Regions from separate parts of the Gossypium hirsutum genome. Here region 1 is linked to region 2. The links are chromatin contacts, called in public Hi-C maps. All regions are on one chromosome and are shown on one strand. Each heading gives the region's core, a stretch centred on a gene start, on an enhancer-like site or on the middle of the called end of the contact. The rest is flanking DNA. Distances are from core to core; before and after follow the strand shown.

What was found. Hi-C and Micro-C count contacts between places; a contact is called where the count stands out from the background.
Region 1: a contact with region 2 is called in a Hi-C map of leaf, with 2.6 times the contacts expected there. The contact joins the enhancer-like site here to the promoter of LOC107927005 in region 2. A contact is called at or near these places in 6 of 34 Hi-C or Micro-C datasets (callus, hypocotyl and leaf).

What each region holds. Positions count from the first base shown.
Region 1 is chrA08:117,283,324-117,287,473 of Gossypium_hirsutum_v2.1, forward strand. It overlaps the pseudogene LOC107926943. Among protein-coding and RNA genes, the nearest start is that of LOC107926944, 13 kb to the right of the region's middle. Within about 2 kb of position 2,413, at least 8 of the 9 cell types and tissues checked have an H3K27ac peak or open chromatin away from gene starts, as enhancers often do. A contact at or near this core is called in hypocotyl and leaf, where this site is marked.
Region 2 is chrA08:117,178,331-117,182,512 of Gossypium_hirsutum_v2.1, forward strand. It overlaps LOC107927005 (cucumisin), which reads right to left and starts at 1,530. Exons shown (of 10, transcript XM_016857965.2): 1 at 1,414-1,530; 2 at 1,226-1,314; 3 at 997-1,091; 4 at 757-897; 5 at 571-670; 6 at 1-417. The coding sequence starts at 1,509.

The sequences.
Region 1 (4,150 bases), core at 1,163-3,662, 110 kb after region 2:
CTAAATTAACAAAATAAATATATCTTATAAATTCCAACTCAATAGTTTAATCTTTTACCTACATAAAAAACAAAAAAAATATATTAAAATAATAAAAATAACATGCCAATAAAAAAATATAACAAAAACATAACATATAAACTATCTCAACAAAATAAATACGAATATTATTATTATTTTAAAACGATAATAAGCAAAATGTATTGGTTTAAAATATAATATATATAATAACATGCCAACTTAATTATTGTCAAAAATATATATATTTTGCATAGAAGGATTCAAAAGAAATTTCATTTATAATATTTATAAAAAACATAAAATAAAATTTAAAACATAAACTCTTATTCCCAATTATAAAATCTTAAAAAATTAGAACATATAAACTATTATTCCTACTTTATCTTATAAATTCCAACTCAATGGTCTTATTCACAAATTCCATATCAATGGTTCTTATCTTTTACCTACATAAAAAATAAAAAATTTATATTAAAATAATCAAAATTCACATGCCAATTAAATTACATAAAAAATAAAACATTCTTTATACATAACATAAATAGGCTTTTTTACTTCAATAAACATTAAAAATAACTTATGAATGAATAAAAATATAAAATAAATACAAACATACGTTGATAGCTCTTTTTAACCAAATAATACCTTACAAAAATAAATTTAAAAATTAAATCTAAATTAAATCAACAATAACAACAAAAACCAATTAACATTTATTTATAACAAAAAAAATTACTAAATAAAACAATTTACCTTTTATGTTTTTTTTAAACACTAAATCTTCCCTAAACAACAATCTCTCCTTTCTTTTTCTATTTATTTATTTTTTCCTTCTCTTCCTCCTTCCCTCTCTCTATTCTGTTTTTTTTCTTCTTTTTCCCCTTCTCCTTCCCACTCTCTCCTCCTTCTTCTTCTTCTCTTCTTCAAAGATTTTCTTCTCTTTTTCGGCAAAAAATGGGACATTGGGGACCTTATAATGGTCCCCAAAAACACAACTCACGGGCATGCCATCCAACCCGTCCCATCGCTGACAAGCCACAAGTGTGCCACCTGTGGAAACGACGTGACCAGAGGTGTGCCGCCTCTCCAGCAGGCATGACCAGTATTGCTCAATTGTCCTGTCCCATCTATGACATCGGATCTAGTTTTGGGTTGGGTTTTGTTCGTATACAGGTCGTATTTGACCCCTATTTCTTTAGGTATTGTCTATTTAGTTGCCATTACCAATTTTTTTAATTATTTTTTTTCAATCAAATGTGTCAGTATTTTAGGGTGGTGCCGCCTATGCACCACCCTCCACTTGTTTGGATGTACCATTTTGGTACATAATTTATTTAACATATCATTTAAGTAATTTTTTTATAATATATAGATAAAAAAAAAGAAACACTCATTTGGGAGTTGCCAAGAGGGTTCTCAGGGTATGTGAAGGACAAAACAAGTGAATAGCTGAATTATTTAAAGGTAGGAAGTGTGAAGTTGACTAAATATTCTGAGAATGATTGGGCTGGGAGTTTGGATGACATTAAACATCTAAGTATGTTTTTAACCTTGGTTCAGGTGCAATCTGTTGGAGTTCCAAGAAGCAACAAGTTGTGGCTCAATCAATTGCAGAAGCAGAATATATTGTTGTTGTTGCTGCTGCAAGCCAAGCAATTTGGTTGAGAAATTTGCTTTCTAATCTTGGTTGAGCAAGAAAGTGTCACTGTTTTTTTGTGTGACAATAAGTCACTTATTTCCATTGCTAAAAATCCAGTTCAGCGTGGTAGAACAAAGTACATCAATGTAAAGTTTCATATTATTCGTGAGGTTGAGAGAAATTTACTGATTAAGATAGAATTTTGTTCTTCTAAGATGCAAGTTGTTGACTTGATGACAAAGTAGCTTTTTAAGGAATAGAATTTCTTTTATCAAGTGTGAGCTTGGTATGTTTAATATCAATCTCAAAGGTGGAGTGTTGATGTGTTTTGAGTTTAATATTGGAAATCAAATATACCTTTTGTGTGTTAGTTGCTTTAGGCCTTTAATAATAGGCAGCTGTAAGTTTTTCCGCTATAAGTATCTTTTACTTATGTTTTACGTTTTTTTCTAATCCAGTGCTAAGCAGCTGTAAAGTTTTTTTTTTAATGAAAAGGTTGTGTCTGTGAGAAGCTGAATAGACAGCCTTCTCCATTATTCAGAAAAATTTTGTTTTTCTTCTCTCTTCCTTTCTTCCCCTCTTTGTAACAAAATCGACACCAACATTCTTAAGAGATGTCTCGAAAGCATGTTCTTTTGGTTGTTGTCCCAGCCCTTTTGTTGGCCTTCCCGACTTTAATTATGCTTTAACTTCAATTATTCTGAGCACTGAGGCAGTATCACGGTATGAATTTCGAGGTTTGCACTGCTCATTCTCTCTACCTCGCTTTCCATTTCACTTATCATGAATCGCTTCCTTGGCCCAAACCGAACAGGCTGGGTACCTAATTCGAGCTCAAGAATACTATCATATTTCCCCCTCCAACCATGTGTTCCTTGACTATATTGGTCATGGTCTTTTCTCTTATTCTTAGCTTCAAACTCAATCACCAGGTTCTACTATTTCTTTAGAACCCCCATTTTTTTATATCTTCTACAAGTCAGTAAACCTGAATGACTCTCAGCTACTATATGGTGAGGGGGAAAAGTCAGAATTTCAACCTGATATTGGGAGATGGATCATGGCTTTCATGAATATCTCAGAAGCTAATTACTCCATGGTTCTCACTGCCAATCAATCTTCTGCTTTCAAGCTTCTGTCAGAGTGTCATCCCTTTCAATCTAATCAAAATCTACTCACAGTTTATGACTATCAAAATGAGGCTGTTGAAGTGATGACTGAAAGCTCCAAAAAAAGAGGAGCAAATGTCATGTCTGCTGATTTCTCCTTGCCTAATCTACAAATTCAATCAGAAAATTTGAGAAAGAAGATAAAGAAAAAAAGTACAAGAGACGAGGACTTATTATTTTTCCACTTCAATCGTGGGTCACAGGATCCAGATATTCGTATCTGGATGAGCCTGGCTCAAGAGAATGGGTGGCATGTGTTGCTTGATGCATCTGCATAAGGAGCAAAAGACATGGAGACCTTGGGGCTTTCTCTTTTCAATCCTGACTTCCTTATTTGTTCCTTTTTCAAGGTTTTTGGAGAAAATCCTCCAGGGTTTTGTTGCTTGTTTATCAGAAAATCCAGTGCTTCAATTTTGAAGGACCTAGCCACTGGTACAAATATTGTAGGAATAATGAATCTTGTCCCAGCATCACCACCTATTTCTAACATTGAAACCAAACTGAAGGTGGACAATGTTCTTGTTCAACAAATGGACGATGAATCTGGAACAGAAAAAAAAACAAAGACTGTTTCATTTTCTGAAATCGAAGAGGTAATAAATACATCCTTTGAACCAGGAACTACAGAAACCAACAATACCCCTAAAAGAAGAAATCCAAGAACCGAATGTAGAAGCTTGGATCATGCAGATTCATTAGGGCTGATACTAATCAGTAACAGGACAAGGAACCTGACCAATTGGTTGGTGAATGCATTGATGAGCCTTAAACATCCAAATTTAGAAAATGGAAATCCGGCAGTCCAAATCTATGGACCCAAAATAATGTTTGACAGAAGGCCCGCCGTAGCATTCAGTGTCTTCGACTGGGAAGGACAAAATCGATCCTGAAATAGTCCAAAAGCTGGCTGATAGAAACAACATTTCTTTAAGCATTGGGTTTTTGCAACACATTTGGTTCCCGGATAAAAATGAAGAGAAGGTATTGGAGACAAGAACAAGTGAAGCTCAAGCAAGCAAAAAGAGAGATACATTTCATCTGTAATATCTGTTGTTACAGCCGCACTTAGTTTTTTGACGAATTTTGAAGACACTTGTAGGCTATGGCCATTTGTTTCCAGGTTCCTTGGTGCTGATTTTCTAGAGAAAGAGAAATGGAGATACAAAGCTCTCAATCAAAAAACAATTGAAGTTTAGGTCTAACATTGATTATTCTTTCATTCTTACATGCTATATAAATATATATATGTTAGTACAAAACAGTTGAGATACTGAAATGATACAATATTACATAGCTGCAACACTTCTAAGTAATAGAAACA
Region 2 (4,182 bases), core at 280-2,779:
ACTGAATATGGCCATGGTCCAGAATTACCAGCAGAACTTGATGTCAATATACCATATTTCATGGCATGGAAAGCGCCAATGGCTATAGGGTCTACATCATAAGGTACTGGAAACACTGAACCGAGGGACACTGATATTATATCGACACCATCGGCTATGGCATCGTCGAATGCTGCAAGGATATCAGCAGCTCCACAACCAAAGGACCAGCAAACCTTGTACATGGCAATCCTTGCACCAGGGACCCCACCCCTTGCGGTTCCATTAGCTAGTCCATAGTAGCTTGCTCCGGGCACCCTGTCACCGGCTGCAGTTGAGGATGTATGGGTCCCATGCCCCTCAGAGTCTCTAGGAGACTTCAAGTCACCTTCATAGTACCAGTTCTCACTGTTGTAGTAACGGCCTCCAATGATCTTGCTGTGTTGACAAATTCATATTATTAGCTGACTGGATTGAATAGTAAATGCTTTTTATCTAAAAATTTAGAAAATTATTTAGAATCCTTTTGGCCTTATACATATTCAATTTCTTGACGATTCAATTGGTGTGAAGGGGAGAAAGGGAGCTCACTTATTGCAGGTAAAGTTGGCCCCTTGACATGTTCCTTTCCATTTGGAAGGTGGAGCACCAAGTCCTTGGTCATTGAAGCTCTCATGCTCGGGCCAGATGCCTATAAACCAAAGACCCCCAATGAAGTCAGCTTGACGTCTTGATATTTGATAAAGCTATGTGGGTCTACATATTTAAGTTATTTACCTGTATCAAGGAGCCCAATGACAACATCACCTTGTAGCTGGGCTCCCACATTGGTCTGGCTGAGACCAAGGAAGTCCCACGACCTTGTAGTATGAAGCTTTAGTATATGGTTTGGAATCACTCTAACTACTCCATCCATCTCTGCACCCAATTTATATTTCGTTTAGCATGGATCAATCATGAAAATGATTGCTTCTAATTTTAGCAATCAATGAATCATGTCTTGTTTAACCATTTCACCTGAGAACTTTTGAACTTCTTCCTCAGTTAGCTTAGCCGCAAATGCATTGAAGTTACCATAACTATAGACTAGGGATTCTTGGGCTGATGAAGACCTGTGATAGATTAAACCAAAATGTTTAATCATTGGAAGCCATGTCTTTGTCAAGTTCTGTTTATTACTTTAACAAATAAACGGTTTTTTTTCTTATGGGTTGTTGTATTAGTAAAAAGAAGGAAAAAAAAGAACCTTCCAAGGACGCTTGTAAGCATAGAATGATGGGTTGCTTTAGCAGAAAAATCTCCCTTGGGCCTGTCTCCCATGTACACAATGTGAACCTATATATATACACATATACAACACAAGTGATCAACAGCTACCCCAAAATAACAGCCAGTTCCAAAATTATGGGTAACAACACAAACAAAAGGCTTTACTTTTCTCTCGTTGGCATTGGCTGCATGAGAATTCAACAGCAATGCTGCAAATAATGTGGAGTAAAGGAGCCAAGTCATCAGCCCTGTCTTCGCCATTCATAAAACAAACTAGCTTAATTAACCTTGATGAGACTTGTGTCAATTACTTGCGAAGGAAATGTATTTATAAGGGGTGATTTAGATTAATCGTTTTGTCCGCTCATTATTTCTTAACTGGCAGCAGGCCATCTTTGTTGCTTTCGATTTTATGAATATTATCGCCAATCTATTATCTTTAGGACATCATTTAACGTGAAACAAAAAAAGATTATTCATCTTCTTCGTCTCTATTTTGGTATCTCCGAATATGTTATATTGTTCTTCGTGGATTATGAGGAAGTAAAGCAATACGTACCAGTTCATCCAATCAAATGAACTAGGTAAAACGAGTAATTAGGGTGATTGTGAAATTAATTAAAAAATTTTAATAATCTCAAACCATAGTAACTTAAGTTGGCATAGTTCTTATAAGCTCTTAGCTATTGAATTAATTTGGTTATTAATCTGAAGCCATATCTAACCTAGTTCAAGTAATTAGTCTAATGGAATCACCAAAGCACTCTAGGTGGTTAGATCGTAATGAAATTAAAATTAACTAAACAAATAAATAAAAAGATCCAAAGAAAAAGAAAACTTAATGATTAAACCAAATAAACTGAAGTTGATCCCCAAAATCTTTAATCCAACCAAACCAAATACTGATGAAATAGAAAACACTAAGAAAAATATGAAAATTAGGTTTGAGAGACTACCAATTTTCTAACTATTAACCATTGCTTATTCTTCTAAATACATTGCTCATTTTTTAGGTTAATTCTCGATTAGGGTGAAGCCACTAAGATTTCGTTTGTTTCACCGACAATATTTTTTTTTAAATTTTCTTGTGTTTGTTTGATAGAAAACAGCATGATCAACGGAAAATGACTTACAGATCATCAAAAAATAAATCATTTTTCTTATAAAATAACTTACCCTTTTTAAAAGTATAAGTCATTCTTAAGAAAAGAACTCATTTACGTGTGATTTTATTTTTAAATAAAAATTAACTTAACTCCAACTTAATATTATTATATTAATAATAATTTTTTTTATTTTTAAAATATTTAATATTAATTAAATATTAATATAAAATATTATAATTTTTAATATTATTAAATATACATATTTAATTATCTATATCTAAAACATTAATATAAATTATTATTTTAATAAATTATTTAATATCTCAATTTTATTTTAATAATTAATTTTAAAAATAATAATTTTAAATAATATTCTCTATACATTATTGAAAAATATACAAAATTAATATTTTAATAATAAATGTTTTGTAGTATAAATGTGAAATTATGTCATAAGTCTATGTACTCTTCACAAATTTAGAATTTAGTCCATGTACTTTTATTTTCAAGAATTTAGTCCCTCTACTTTTCAGATTTAAATATCAAAGTCCAATTGCTAACATTGTTAATTTTTTTTATCAATTTTGTTGATGTCACATTAAAAAAAAAATACTTGGTATTCATGTAACTAAAAATTGACATTATAATAAACATAAATTTAACAAAATATTTTTAAAAATATTAACAGTTGAACTTGAATTTTGATACCTAAAAAGTAGGACCAAAAGTTTTTTGCGTGTACCGATTGAAGTCTTTTGAAATGAATTGCAAAATAAAAGCTTTCTCTTTAGGAGGAAAAAGCTCAATCCAAGAATCCTTTTTTTTTCTATAGCAAAATAATGCCCATTCAAACCAAAGCGAACGTATATAGAAGATTCATAAAAAAAACTATTTTTCTTCCACAAAAATAGTTTTTTATGCGTTTGTGTAACAACCCGTTTTTAGTGAAATCGTAATAGTAGTTTCGAGACTACAAATCCGAGTCCGAAAGAAAATTTATTTTGATATTATATTATAGTCTGCATTATGATAAGAATATCATATAAAAATTTTATTAAGAAAATTTTACCGTTTACGTGATTAATTGATAAAAGGACCAAATTGCATAAAATGCAAAAGTTGAATTCTAGTAGCTAAAAGGATCAAATAGCTATGGAATTCAAAATTGGAGATCCTTGTATGGCAAATAGACCATTAAGAGGAGTTAGTAGATAAGTTTGATGATTCATCCATGGAAAATTAAATAAACAAAAGGACTAAATTGGAAATAGAAATAATTAAAGATGATAAAAATCTAATATCATCTTGTCATCATCTTTCCCAAATCAAAATACATGGAAACCCTAGCTAAGAGAAAAGAACTCAAGCAATCTTATTTGGCTAATTGGGTAAGTAATCTTGTCTCGTTTTTAGTAATTTTTATATTTCCGAGATTGTAATAGCTTAATCTACCTATCTCGGGGATTAATTTGTAAAGTTATAAAAGTAATAGGGTTTTTCCATGGATGAATATGCATGAATTATGAAAATTTATGGTATAAAATGAAAGGTTGTTGATAGATAAACAACTTTTGTCAAGTGAATTTTGATGAAATTGTGATTTAGGGACTAAATTGTAAATATGTAAAATTCATAGAAAAATTCTAAATTTTATGAAATACATGGGTTGTTAATGTTACATGTAAAAATCGGTTAGGCTTGGAATAAGGATTAAATTGCATGAATTTTATTTTCCGAGCCTAGGGACGAAATCGTCATTAATTAAAAGTATAAGGGCAAAATGGTAATTTTACCTAAGATGTGAATTGAATTGAATTGAATATTAATT